2 separate regions of the Danio rerio genome follow, and region 2 is linked to region 1. Evidence: chromatin contacts called from public Hi-C data. All regions are on one chromosome and are shown on one strand. The core of a region is the stretch at or near the end of the contact, and the rest is flanking DNA. Distances in the headings are between cores, read along the strand shown. Region 1 has its middle 14 kb from the start of foxq2. Region 2 holds the start of si:dkey-172o19.2.

Region 1 (2,861 bases), core at 252-2,751:
AAACATATATATTTAATAAAATAATATTTTAGTCACCAAACATATTTTGAAGATAATAAAATTAAATTCAAGCTAAATATTGCAAAAACAAAATTTACAAAATATAAAATTTCAAGTACATTAAAAATTGCTTCTCTTGATTTTTCTTCTTTTTTTAAATTTGTATTAAAATTTTTTTATAACAAATAAATTTGGGTGTACTAGTTTTTGGAGCGTTATCATAAGTAAGATTATTAGTTTTAGTAGTTAGATAAGCTCCAGATTTGGCTTCAGTACTGATTAATCTAATGTACATGCACAAATAAAATATTGTGTAGCTTCCTATTAAAAATCTGAATTTAAAAGATAGTCTAGTATCTATTTAATTTTGAGTCTGACTACAACAGGTTTAGCTGTTGTTTATGATATTTCACCCTAAATGTGTGCATTAATAAATGTTATAAAGAAGCACAACAGATGTGCAGTGATATATAATTACTTAGTGCACCTTAAACGATGGTTTCAGATTACATTCAACAGTATTCAATATAAAAGTGAAGGGCAGAGCAAATTCGGAAGTAGTACTAATGGACAACATGTAATTTACACTTATCCCATGCACTTTGTCATTCCATTTGTAATAAATTAAATCTGTAATAGGTCCAACACGGACATTGTAATGCAGATTATTACAGAATATTCATTAATAGCAGCACATACCTGGTGCCTTTGTTAGAGATACGCCATCCACCTTCACCTATGCCCCTCTTTATCCTCCTCTATCTCTCTCCCTCTCCATCTTCTCTTAACTCATCTTCCCCCCCAATCCTACCCTTCTATCAGTCCATGACCATTACGCTCATAAATCAATATTGACGACCCATCATGCGAAGAATGAATTACGGGACTGTGGATAGCTATAGTCATGTGACCACCGGGTCTTACATTATGTTTCAGCCATTTAGTTGACGCCATTATGCATGGAGACCTGGAATGAAGTCCTTTCAATGCGAGGCAGAGGAAGGAGACACATTACGGTCTTTAAAAGCACTTCATTGCTGTTTCTCTTCAACTGATAATAAACGAGGTGTGAAAGAAATGAATAGGCCGGTTGGCGATGCAAAGCAGATACTGTAGCTCTTAACAAGAAGTTTCATACAAACACTCACCCACACGTTCACGCAGGGGGAATATGATCGATGCTTCATTTTGAGTGTTCTGATGCATTCATACATTGTGAGTAATCAAAATGATGTCCGATTGAGCTTTTCACAAGGTGTCCATGTATTTAGAGAAGATTTACAGTCTTCTGGTGTGCTGATCTGCAGAACTGAGGGACGAGGCCTGTGCTTAAGCCTCTAAATGAAAATATGTGGGCTGCTAAGAGAGCCAATCGTAGAAGTGCTTTCATTGCCCTCTGGCCACTCGTGACCTCTTGACCCTGGCCATGACTCCTCAGGCCAAAGGTTACCCTCAGGGGTCAAAAAAGGATCAGGTCCAAGAGTTGTCGTCATGGAAACCACAAGAGAGAGATGGAGATAGGGAGGTAGAGGGGAGATCATGGTGCTTGCCGAGAGGTCCTCTTTGTTTCATCGTCCAGTGGTTTTGTGGCTTTAGGATCCCCCTGCTGGTCAAAACAGTTGGTTTAAGGCTGAAAAGCGAAGCTGGTGAGGTCCACTGGCTTTTTTTGTTTCATTTTTTTCTGTGCACATACAATAGGGGAATAAGCATTCAACACGTCATGTTTTTCTGGAAAAAAAATATTCGGGGCTGTTAACTTGGGGTTGAACCAGATTTTGGTGAAAACCCAAACACTAAAAGCATAAAAATACACAAAACAAAAATAAATCTGAAAAAATAAGTGTAATAACAATGAAATGACACAAGGATGAAGTACTGAACTATTGAAACATATTTAACACTTTATGTAAAGGCTTTTTTGGTGATGGCTGCTTAAATTCGCCTCTCCTCTGAAACATGAATTGCTCAGGACTTCAACAGAGTGTGGAAAATCTTGATAATTTTGTGGGTCTTGTCTATCAAATCTGATCTTTATTTTGTATTTCCTATTGGATTCAAGTCAGGTGATTGGCTGGGCCATTCTATAGCTTAATTTTTTTTTCCTGTTCTGAAAGAATTTAAGAGTTTTCTTGGCTGTGTTTTGGATTATTGTCTTGCTGAAATGTCCACCTTGGTTTCATCTTCACCATCCTGGAAACGTAGATGTTGGACTGAAGCAGCTAATATTCATTTACAATGAGGAAGAGCAGAGGGTTGCTAAAGAACTGGAGACATTTCAGCTAATGTCTGGGCTTTCTCTGCCTTTCTACACCCCCCTTTCTTCATCAAGTTTTTCTGTGTTGTATCATTCATTCATTTTCTTTTCGGCTTAGGCCCTTTATTAATCTGGGATCGCCACAGTGGAATGAACCGCCAACTTATCCAGCACATGTTTTACGCAGTGGATGCCCTTCCAAATGCAAACTATCACTGGAAAAGATCCATACACACTCATTTACACACATACACTACGGCCAATTTAGCTTACCCAATTCACCTGTACCGCAAGTCTTTGGACTTGTGGGGGAAACCGGAGCACTCGGAGGAAACACACACGAACACGGGGAGAACATGCACACAGATCTCCCCACAGAAATGGCAACTGAGTGTCATATCATTTTATATAATAATTCATAAACTAATTAACGTTGTTTTCTTTGTAGATATGGATTTCTTTTGTTGTTACCAACATCAGGTGAAAGTCATCAGCACCTTTAGAAACATAATTGGCTCATTCCTTTATATACATTTCTGGAGTTCGTAAATCATCTTTCAAACGAACACTATGGGGTGGTATGGCACTGTTGCTCTTGTCACTTACC
Region 2 (2,861 bases), core at 116-2,615, 98 kb before region 1:
TGAGCTGTGTGGTGACCAAGAGGGGTACAGATCTGGGACTTCAGCTGGAAGAGGAGCAGCACTGGTAGCCAAACCCCACAGGGAAGGCTTGAGATGGGACATAACAGGATAGGGAAAGGGCATGATGGGATGATTGACATCCAGACTTCGTGCGATTCCCATGTGATACTGCAGACTCAGCACCTCAGCCCTGAGCTGGGCATTCTCTTCGCTCAGCGCCAGAAGCTGTCCCTCCAGCATGAAGTCATTGAGTCGACGCTTCTCTCTGGACCGTTTGGCAGCCTCGTTGTTCTTCTTTCGCTTGACCCAATATGACGCGTCTTTTTTCTCTGAGGGGGTCATCTCACGTTTACGCCGTCTGCTGGTAATGAGTGGATTACGGTATGACTGGAAGTGGAAGAGTCGCCTTGCCAGTGTGGACGAGCCGGTGAGCGGAAGACGCCTCCTTAGATTTCCGGGTTCGTCTTTGCTGGCTGAGATCTCACCAGTGGAGGAAGGAAGACAAGCGTCTGCTAGAGGCTCTGGACTTCTGTTGGTACTCATTGTTCTGGTGAGACATAGAACATCACGATCAGTAGGCCCCAATACTTTGATATATACAACTTTTTGTTTTGATAACTACAGAGATCATGTAATTAATTTGTTTTATGATTACTAATGATGCTAGAATTAGGAAGCTTACCATTCATTATAACCTAAATTTGTGATCACTCACTACAGTTTCAGAACTAGAGTAAAAATAAACATGAGAAATTTGTCACCCTACCAAGGAAGCACATAGGACAAATTATATTTTTAAATGTGTAAAATGATGTCTACGACAAGAACACGTCGGGCTCGCGCTTAGCGATGCTTGGTTAGATCTGATGCACACAACCTACCGCAACTGAAGAAATCGACCATGAATAAAAGATCTTAGATATTCACCTGCTAAAATCTAGGCAATTTGTAGGTCATTTGATCTGCTTTTTAAAAACGACGCACTTTGGTTCAGAACCTATCAAAACCACATCACATCAAGCCACAACATCGTCTTCATATCTATCGATCTAGAATTAAATTTCTGCATGTTTGACCTTAGTTTTAAGTTTGCATACACAATACTAAACCAGAATCTAAAGTCTAAACTGAAGACAGCTGTCACAAGAAACATTCACTGTACCTTACCGTACACTGCTGCCACAGGAGGGATGCTGGAGTGACACTGAATTTAAAGGACATCAGCTTAAAGGTAGAGCTTTTAGACTGGAAACATGCAAAGAGTCGCACTCTGCCGACCAATGACTGTCAAGGTGGCAAATGCCTATTGCATGAAAGGAGCAGTAGTAGGTGAGGACCACGTCTTCCTTCCTCAGTCTCAGAGGCGGAGACTTAAAAACAATTTTCTCTGTGGTTTGAGATGACTCACAGTTTTGTTTGTTCTACTTTTTGATTTGAAGAAATTCTGGCAGGTAGACTCAGCATCTGTTTGCGCTTTTATATATTTATGTGTTGAATTTAGCAATAATCTATTTTATTTATTAAATGGTTTTACTCGTGGATTCAGACAAAACTGGCACAATAATAACAAGACTAAATATACACTACCTAACAAAAGTCTTGTCGCCTATCCAAGTTTAGATTACACTAATTTTACCGAAATTAAATATGATCATGTCTTGATTTTTAATTATTTAATTAGGACAGTAAGGTCTGACTGCTCAGACAAAAGTCTTGCCACTTAACAGAAATAATGTACAGTATAGAATATAAAGTCATGCTGCCGTGGAAGAAGAATTATATTGTGTATGACTTCCATGCGCTTGAAGGACTGCATCCATACATCTCTGCAATGACTCAAGTAACTTAATAAAGTCATCTGGAATGACAAAGTAAGCATTCTTGCAGGACTCCCAGAATTCATCAAGAGGCTTTGGATTCATTTTCAATGCCTCCCTCTTCATCTTACTCCAGACATGCTCAACAGTGTTCATGTCTGGTGACTGGGCTGGTCAATCTTAGAGCACCTTGACATTCTTTGCTTTCAGGAACTGTTATGTGGAAGCTGTGCTATCCTGCTGAAGACTTTGCCCTCTCCTGTGGTTTGTAATGTAATGGGCAGCACAAATGTTTTGATACCTCAGGCTGTTGAGGTTGCTATCTACTCTCTCACATGCCCCCACACTGAATGTAACCCAAACCATGATTATTCCTTCCCCAAACTTGATAATTTCTATAAGAATCATGGATCCATGAAGGTTCCAATAGGTTTTCTGTGTTATTTGTGATGATTGGGATGCAGTTTAACAGACGATTCATCTGAAAAAAGCTGCCTTCTGTCACTTTTTTTAAATGTCAAGTTATTATTTGTTGCTCTTACATCTGGGATTGACGACAAGACTTTTGTCAGGTAGTCTATGTGCATAAAAACACAATTGTATTACTACTTCATAATTGAAATGGCATATGCAAGCATGGGCATGTGCACATAGTACAATATTATTTTAATCATTCTGTATCTAGATGATTGGTCAACATCTTCATTCACAATTTAATCATCCAACAGCCGCGTATCACTGCACCACACAATTCTTAATCATTGTAGCAACATCACAATCAATATAGTGCATATATTTTGTATATGTCAGCAAAATCACTTAAAGTCTAGTAGGGATACAGCTATGGCGTAAAGTTAACAGAATTATTTCTACAACAAAATTACTGCACAACATAACTACTGTATTTACATTACTGTGAGATGTAGGTTTAGGGTTGGGACTTGGGGCAGATGTTAATAAAATATAATTTATTGGTTAATTTAATAAATAATATAAATATTTTTGTTATAATTACTGTTTTTACACTATTGTGGGGTGGTAGGT

Evidence for each region. A called contact is a pair of places that touch in the nucleus more often than the background predicts.
Region 2: a contact with region 1 is called in a Hi-C map of embryo, with 2.2 times the contacts expected there. The contact joins the promoter of si:dkey-172o19.2 here to the enhancer-like site in region 1. A contact is called at or near these places in 3 of 18 Hi-C or Micro-C datasets (caudal fin, embryo and hematopoietic stem cells).

Annotation. Positions count from the first base shown.
Region 1 is chr22:20,291,296-20,294,156 of GRCz12tu, reverse strand. No RefSeq gene overlaps it. Among named protein-coding and RNA genes, the nearest start is that of foxq2, 14 kb to the right of the region's middle. Within about 2 kb of position 1,501, at least 7 of the 62 cell types and tissues checked have an H3K27ac peak or open chromatin away from gene starts, as enhancers often do.
Region 2 is chr22:20,389,599-20,392,459 of GRCz12tu, reverse strand. It overlaps si:dkey-172o19.2, which reads right to left and starts at 1,365. Exons shown (of 2, transcript XM_005170532.6): 1 at 1,168-1,365; 2 at 1-547. The coding sequence starts at 543.